Regions from separate parts of the Sus scrofa genome. Here region 1 is linked to region 2. A link is a contact called in public HiChIP or PLAC-seq data. All regions are on one chromosome and are shown on one strand. The core of a region is the stretch at or near the end of the contact, and the rest is flanking DNA. Distances in the headings are between cores, read along the strand shown. Region 1 has its middle 94 kb from the start of ZNF330. Region 2 has its middle 48 kb from the start of IL15.

Region 1 (4,425 bases), core at 1,347-3,846, 310 kb after region 2:
TCTAATAAGACCAAATGACAAAAGCAGCGTGAGAAACTGAAATGAGGTTTAGCATCCATTACTGACATGGAAAACAAAAAGTAACCCAGAAAAGCCTTCCCTGAAGACCCAGGAAAGCATCTGCAACTTTCAATAAGAGGTCCGTTTCCAAAGAGCATCATCTTTACCAGAGAAAGAACACATGCATTCACATCACCTCTGCAGACAGGACTTGATTTCCAAATTGCTCGGTCCCACGTCTTGGGAGGGGCTGCCCAGGCAAGTCCTGAACACCACAGACTTCCCCACAATGAGTGTCTTTGTGTGTCTTGGTGGGAATGGAGAAGAAACGAAGAGCAGGAATTGTTTATTGGCCTCTTTCCTACATCCTTCTTCCTCTTGTTTCTTTAAAATGGAGATATTTATGATAGATGAGTTAATGGATAAATAATTGAGTGAATGAATAAATGAAAACAATACCATAAACTGGAGGATATGATGTGTAAATGGACTCTGCCTCATTAAATACAGAAAAATGGTGAATTGTCATCTTATGCTTTCCTAACTAGAAGTTCTTCCTCTGCCTCAGCCCATCTTAGAACGTTTGACACTGATTGAGTATGCAGGCCATTCTACTGACCCCATGCAACCAGTGAGCCAGCTGTGTCCACTTCATGTCTGAGCCAAGGTTATGCAAGCAGAGGAGAAGCACAGAGAATGAATAGTGGAAGCCTGGAGGGCATCTGTCTATGACAGCCTCTGATATGGCAACAGGGATAGCAGGGTGGCTCACTGATGTTTCTGCCAAGACTGGAGGTAAGGGTGAATAAAGCAGTGTGCTGTGGAATTAGGAAAAGAAAAAAAGGAAACTTCTCTTCCCTCTTCTGGTATGTGAGTATACACACACAAACAGCACAGATACTGCCACACAACACATAAAAATTCCAAAAAACAAATAAAACTCCGTGATGGATACAATGGAATCTGCAGCCAAGGAAACCAGAATACACTTGAGAAAACGTTCAGAACCAGAGCCTCCTCTTGTACATCAGATATGGCTGTCTCAGAGGGCAGTGTGGAGGCTACAGATTCAGAGAAGAGGCCATTCATGTGAGCTGGAGGGTTGAAGCAGAATAGTGAAGGGTGACTTGAGCCAAACTGTAGAAGCCCAGCTCAATGTGGCTGAATCTTGAGGTACAATTGAAAGTCCAGATGAAAATACATTAAGAAGTAAAGGCTCTGTAAATAAAGCGTACTTAATAAAGAATAATAATAAAATAAAAGAATAGAGAAGAAATTGCAAGAGAGAACCAAAAAGGAAAAAAAAGTAGAAGAAAAAGTAAAGGCTTGGAGGTGAGACAACTCCAGCCAATTTTCTGAGAAACTATGGCAACTCAAGAAAACGTCTCTAAAAGAATTGTGGTAAGATTGCAGTGGCTAGGACTTCCAACACAATGTTGAATAAAAGTGGTGAGAGTGGGCATCCTTGTCTTATTCCAGATTTTACAGGGAAGGGTTTCAGTTTTTTTTCTGTTGAGTGTTATATTCGCTGTAGGCTTGTCAAAAATGGCTTTGATTATGTTAGGTTGCCTCTATACCCACTTTGGTAAGAGTTTTTATCATGAATGGATATTGGATTTTGTCAAATGCTTTATCTGCATCTATTGAGATGGTCAGGTGATTTTTTACTTTTCTTTTGGAAATGTGCAGCAACATGGATGGAACCAGAGATTCTCATACTCAGTGAAGGAAGCCAGAAAGAGAAAGACAAATGCCATATGATATCTCTTACATGTGGAATCTAATATATGGCACAAATGAACCTATCTACAGCAAAGAAACAAATTCATGGACATGGAGAAAAGACTTGTGGCTGTCAAGGGGGGGCGGGGGATGGACAGGGAGTCTAGGGTTAGTAGTTGCAAACTGCTGCATTTGCAGCAGATAAGCAATGAGGTCTTGCTGTATAGCACAGGGAACTATATCCAGTCACTCGTATGGAACATGATGGAGGATAATGTGAGAAAAAGAATGTGCGTATATATATATATATATAGTTTTATAACTATATATATAGTTATAAATATATACACATATATATATAAACTGGGTCACTCTGCTATACAGCAGCATTGTAAATCAACTATAATTTTTAAAAATTAAAAAATAAAGAATCGTGTATTAATAAAGAGGATGAAACTAGTGGACAACAAGTGGGAAGGTTGAGGCTTTACTCTGAGGGCAAGGCATGTGGTACACTTAGGATGAACTGAAGTTGGTCACAAATAGGAAGTATCTGGTCAGGTTAACTTGGTCATACTGTACAGGACTCAACAAGCGTGCAGTAAATAGGGACTCATAAACATGTCAGTTTCCCCCTGAGATCTTGGGGTTTAGTTTGTGTTGTTGGTTTTTAAACTCTCTCTAGATGATGATACTTTCAAACCAATATTTGCAAGAGGTCACACTTCACACACTATAACTTTTCAGGCCAGCACAAGCCAGGAGGAAGGAGGCATTTTTTTCCTTCTCATCCCAACTCAGAACAACAGCTGATGTCACCGTGCAGGAAACTCTAGGCCACAGTTGTGCTGTTTCCTTCTGTCATAGACTGATGATTCAAGCCACATTGCTCACTCCTGCCTCCCTGCTTGAAATTTTCTCTCACAAGCTCCCAGGTCCTGCCCAAGTTCCTCTTGATTTTCCCTGGGGGAAGTGGGTTACCAGCTCACAGGAAGCTTCTTCTTGGTTTTATTCCATTCATGGGCTGGAATCAGAGCTTCCTCTGATTTCTCAGTCTCCACCACAAGGTGGGAAAACGTGGTTTTAGGGACCCCTTTCCCAGGATATCCCATGCTGCTTGGAGAGTCTGCTGTCAGGCCCTCCCTTTTTAGCCTCCAAGAGTTTCTTCATCAGATTTAAGGTATGCTATGTCACTCAGTGAGCCAAACAAAAGCAAAATACAACTGACGCTGACATTCGGGGTATTTTGTACTTAATGACTCTTATACTACACTTCCTAAATTACTCTCATAAAAACTGAATTTGAAAAGCCATTTTTCTCAACTGCCACTAATATGTTCATTTCATTTGGCTCTGTTGCACAATTGAGCATGACAGATTTAGCCAGTTTTGATATATTAAAACTTTTCCTTTACTCCCGCTTTACAGGCTAATTTTTTTTCCCCAGCTGGGAGCAAACTAAATTTTCAACTACTCCGTAATAGTATGATTTTCAAAATTCACTCTTTCAGCATGTTTTTTGGTTTTGTTTGGTTTGGTTTGGTTTGGTTTTTTTGTTTTTGTTTTTGTTTTTGTTTTTTTTTTGTCTTTTCAACTTGTTTCAGAGACTGCAATAAAGAGCTAATCTTTGGATAATACATACTGGATCTGTCTTGTGAACAAGGAAGAGCGATTTATTTTTTTTGCCCCCAAATGGGGATCGGGTGTACTTCTGATGTCAAGCAGTGCTAAGCCAGGGTTAAAACAAGAGCAGGGCACTTGTATTGATCTAAGATTAGGACTTTGAAAATGCCAATATTTTACCTATTTTTACTTAGTACCAGGGACATTCTGCAATAAGTATTACTTAGGAAGAAAATCCATGTAACAAGCTTGCTCTGTAGTCCTTTTATCTGTACGCCTCAGGCCTTTCCATTAAGTCAAAAACACCCACAGCATTAACTGGCCAAAGAAGTTGGAGATAACAAAGCAAAGTATCAGTTCTGTAAAAGACTTATCCTGAATACACTTATTAACATGGTCTTCATTCAAGATCTGAGTTATTGAAAAGAAAAAAGAGAAGAGAAGGGAAGGAAAGGAAAGGGAAAGGAGACATTATTATCTTAAAAAATAAAATCAATATTTTAGAAGGTAGCAGTGGAGATGGGACTCTTAAAGGTCATTTTTTTTTCCTTGGATTTCAACTTCATTTTTTTTTTGTTTTGTTTTGCTTTGTTTTTTTAGGGCCACACCTATGGAAGTTTCCAGGCTAGGGGTCGAATTGGAGCTATAGCCAATGGCCTACGCCACAGCCACAGCAAGGCCAGATCCAAGCCCCATCACCTTCATACTTCTGTAAAGAAGAAGCTGATTTGCTAAGAATATTTAGGACTAAGATGGCCCATCCCTACTGCTTGCATTCCCTGACTGGTGAGGAGTAGCTAGCCATGATGCAGGTGGGACATGGGGTGGAGACATGGCAATTTGTTTCTCTTATTATACAACTTTTTGCTTTGTGTATAATTTAAAACTGCTTAATTTTCAACATGCCTATTATGTAATGGTGTGTGTATATGTCTATAACTAACCCTCCAGTCTTCCAAGGAGAGTATAAAACTTTTTCTAACACCATCTAACAGACAAAACTGGAAATCACAGCTAAGTCATAGCAATATACTATATATGAAATTCCAAAAGGAAGTGTCAAACCAAAAGGCAGATTTT
Region 2 (4,388 bases), core at 1,332-3,831:
TCAACGGTGCTACCTCTGAGGGCTACGCCCTCATATTTGGTCCACAGCACCACTGAATAATGTTGACGCCCTAATCCCTTATGTCAAGGTTGTGGAGATAGGGCGTTTAAGGAGGTGATTAAAGTTACATGAGTTCAGTAGAGTAGAGCCTTGGTCTGATGGGATTCGTGTCCTGTAAGAACAGACATGGGAGAATGTGCCCCTTCTCTGTCTCTGACTCTGTCTCCATTGCTCTCTGCCCTTCCTCCAGGAAGAAGTCCTGGGAGTACACAGCAAGGTGACAGCTTCCTGTTGGCCAGGATGAAGTCCTCACTAGAAACCCACAATGCTTGCTCCTTGATCTTGGACTTCCAGCCTTCACAACTGTGAGAAAATAAATGGCTGCTGTTGAAGCCATCCCATCTAATGTACTTTGTTGTAGGAGCCTGAACTGACTAATACAAATAGGGATAGAGTTTCAGTCATGCAAGATGAACAAGTTCTAGAAATCTGTGGTACGAAAATGTATATATAATTAACAATGCTATACAATATACTTAACAATTTGTTAAGAGGGTAGAGCTCATGTTATGTGTTTTTTACCCAATAAAAAAAAAAAAAAAAAGGGTGGTATTTCTCTAAAGCTTCACATTGCCTCAACACATTTCTTTTCTTTTTTTTTTCTTTTTGGTCTCTTTTTGCCTTTTCTAGGGCCACTCCTGCGGCATATGGAGATTCCCAGGCTAGGGGTCTAATCGGAGCTATAGCCTATGCCAGGGCCACAGCAACGCTGGATCCGAGCTGCGTCCCCAACCTACACCACAGGTCACAGCAACACTGGATCCTCGGCCCACTGAGCAAGGCCAGGGATCAAACCTGCAACCTCATGGTTCCTAGTTGGATTCGTTAACCACTGCACCACGATGGGAACTCCAACACATTCCTTTTCTTTAAGCCCTTGTCCTACATGCAACCATTTCACCCATTTTAATTCCTTCTAACCCAGGTTTTTATCATTTAACCCCTACAATTTGTCACAATTACCTACATTTTATTTTATTGTTTTTATATCGCTCTTATTTTATTTTTACTTTAAGAAACTAATTAGAAAGCGAGTTCCCATTGTGGCTCAGAGGATTATGAACCAGACTAGTATCCATGAGGATGTAGGGTCAATCCCTGGCCTCGCTCAGTGGGTTAAGAATCTCACGTTGCTGTGGGTATGGCATAGGCTGGCAGCTGCAGCACCGATTTGACCCCTCACCTGGGAACTTCCGTATGCTGCAGGTGCGGCCCTAAAAAGCAACTTCATATATATATATATATATACACATATATATATATATATATGAAGTTAAAAAAGTAATGGAAATACATAGTATAAAATCCAAAAGATACAAAAGAGTATCAAGTAAAACCCTAAGTCTTCTGCTGCCTCTGTTCTCTGCCTCGCATCCACCACCTGCCTTCTCAGAGACAACACCTATTTCTTGCACAGTCTTCCAGAAGGAGTCTATGTATAGACAAGCATAAATATATGTTTTCAAACACAGGACAGCATATTCAACAAAACGTTTTGCACCATCCTCTTTTCACTCAAAAGAGATTATTTTATATAAATCTCTAGAGTTCTACTTCAGAGATTATTTTATGCCTCAGAGATTATTTTATATAAATCTCTATAGTTCTACCTCAGAGATTATTTTATATAAACCTTATAGTTCTACCTCAGAGATTATTTTATATAAATCTATATAGTGCTACCTCATTTTTTTGAAGACTAACATTAAAAGACCTCATTCTTTTACAGAACAAAGTATGTTTGTAACAGTGGTTATGAGAGTTATGAGACTAAGCTCTGAATTCCAATCCCAGATCCATATTCCCCTCGGCAAGTTCCTTATCTCTGTGTGCCTCCGTTTCCTCATCTACAAAAGGTGGATGATGCTCATTTGAGCTCAACCGGTTTATTGGGAGGAAATAAAATGACCCAAACAAATAAAGCACTTGAAATGGTGTCTAATACATAGTAAGCACTCACCATTTTTCTGTTATTATTTATCCAGTTCCCTACTGAAAAGCATTATTTCCAATATTTAGTGTCACACATAATTCTACATGAAATATCCTATTTAAAGTCATTCTGCACTTATGCAAGAATATCTAAAAATAGAATAAAGTAGGATAATTTCTGAAAGTAGAAATTTCTAGGTCAGATGAAACAGTCATTTTATATATTTGTACGTATTGCCAAGCTACCCTCCATTCAGACTACGATAATTTATTCTCTACCACCAGTGGTATGAGAATGCCTTTTTTCTCTCACCCTTGCCAGTGTGATGGTTAAAATGATATTGCAGCATAATTCTAACTTCAATTACCTTTTTATGTTAAGCATTTTTTCATATGTTTAAGAGGGAGTCTTTCGCATTTCCGTTTCTCTTTTTTTTAGGATCAATTCATTCACATAATTGCCCCATTTTTTCCGTTCCTTTCCTTCATTTAACTCTCACATTTTTGTTAAAGCGTAAGTGGTCATTGCAGAACCTCTGACTCACTTCCCCTTCAACTGAAATTGCAACCTCTGCCTCTATTTTGCTCAAAAGTTGCTCCCTGGAGGTCACCAGTGTCCTAATTTCTCCACTGAATCGTGTCTTCTCAGTCAGAATTCTCACTCTTTTTCTGCAGTTTTGACTGCTCTGGCCCACCCTCCTTTCAGGGGGGCTTCAAGGGGCTTCCGGGTCACATACCTCTGCTTCTCCTCGGAGCTCTTCCCCTGCTTTCCAGTTTTCTGAGGGGGACCACGTGGGTCACCTGCCAGTTAAACTAAGGTCCCCATATAATTTACCATCCAAACAAAGATACTTTTTAACCAAAAGAGGTGCTCTTAGTAATAATTCCAGGACAATCATTCCAGAAGAATTTTTTTTTACTACGGGGAAATATGCTGACTCTAATCTAACCATTTTTGTCAACTGTTTTCTTCCTTCTCAAGTGTCCACAACTTTCTTTTATAAATTAGTTTCTATTATAGTCAATTTACAATGTTCTGTCAATTTCTACTGTACAGCAAAGTGACCCAGTTATACATACATATACATTCTCTTTTTTTTTCTTTCTTTTTTTTTTTTTGAGGGCCACACCCACGGCATATGGAGGCTCCCAGGCTAGGGATCTAATTGGAACTGCAGCTGCCAGCCTTCGCCACAGCCACAGCAACACCAGATCCAAGCTGTGTCTGTGACCTACACCACAGCTCAAGGCAATGCCAGATCCTTAACCCACAGAGCCAAGCAAAGGATCGAACCCACAACCTCATGGTTCCTAGTCGGATTCATTTCCGCTGCACCACGACGGGACCTCCTACATTCTTTTTCTCACATTATCCTCCATCGTTTTCCATCGCAAGGGATTAGACAGAGTTCCCTATGCTATACAGCAGGCTCTCATTGCTTAGCTTTGGTAATTGAGCTTTGCCGTTTATTTTTAGGAGCTGCAGTCTGCTAAGATGAGGTGAGTAGAATGAATTCATCCAGTATCTTGCTTCCTGGTTGTACCTTCAGTCAAATATTAAATCACTTGGAATTTTAAGAAATGTTCTCCAAATAATTCTGAAGGTATCAGAGATGGTGTATTACCAGAGAGGACAGCACACCTATGTCTGAAACAGTGACGCAGTAGCTACAGGGTCGACTTCAGATAAAACATGTGGTCAGGGAAGATGAGGGGAGCTCTTAAAATTGGATACTCATGGGAATCCTAGAAGCTCATTGTGACCACGTCTTTCCAAGAGCTGATATGTTTAATTTTAAGCCACCTGAAGATTCTGATGTTGTGCTTGCTCATCTGTGAAAACCACTGCCGTTGTTTTAAATTTTTTTGAACCAAAACACTGGAAGGGATTCCCTGTCTACGCAAACAAGGAGACATTGCTGGAACGGGTGGTAGAAGGTGGACCTCTCACTGGCTGCAGCACCGTGGCATTGAACTCCTCTCAAAAGGGAGGCAGCCTGCCCACCCTCCACACCTGTGAACCATGTGACTGCTGGATCGGTTTCATGTAGGCTGGACTGGAGCGGCACCAACCAGTCTCTTCTTCATCTCTTGCTACATCCACAAGTCAGTCTGGTTTATAGGGACAAGCTTGTGTTCTTTGTGTAGCTCATAAAAAAGATTTTTGTGCCTAGAGGAAGAATGGTGTGATATAAAGGCTGCGTTTGTGGATGGGAATACAGAATATTGAAAGTAATTCGCCCTTATAAGTCTTATGTGGGGTCAACATAAGACTTTTGGCTACAAGCTAGTTTCTTCACCCTAATAAAATCCTCCATAGACACCCACCTAAAGGCAGGAAAGTTCAGAGGAAATAAATGGAGACAGAGGACATAAACCTTTAAATACAAATTTGA

What was found. HiChIP or PLAC-seq counts read pairs in DNA pulled down with a chosen protein or histone mark.
Region 1: an H3K27ac HiChIP or PLAC-seq map of alveolar macrophages shows a contact between it and region 2. The contact joins two enhancer-like sites. A contact is called at or near these places in 4 of 47 Hi-C or Micro-C datasets (embryonic fibroblasts, retroperitoneal adipose tissue and skeletal muscle) and 1 of 2 datasets of contacts at active chromatin or transcription factors (alveolar macrophages).

The regions. Positions count from the first base shown.
Region 1 is chr8:85,940,320-85,944,744 of Sscrofa11.1, forward strand. No RefSeq gene overlaps it. Among named protein-coding and RNA genes, the nearest start is that of ZNF330, 94 kb to the right of the region's middle. Within about 2 kb of position 2,597, at least 1 of the 83 cell types and tissues checked has an H3K27ac peak or open chromatin away from gene starts, as enhancers often do. A contact at or near this core is called in alveolar macrophages, where this site is marked.
Region 2 is chr8:85,628,375-85,632,762 of Sscrofa11.1, forward strand. No RefSeq gene overlaps it. Among named protein-coding and RNA genes, the nearest start is that of IL15, 48 kb to the right of the region's middle. Within about 2 kb of position 2,582, at least 3 of the 83 cell types and tissues checked have an H3K27ac peak or open chromatin away from gene starts, as enhancers often do. A contact at or near this core is called in alveolar macrophages, where this site is marked.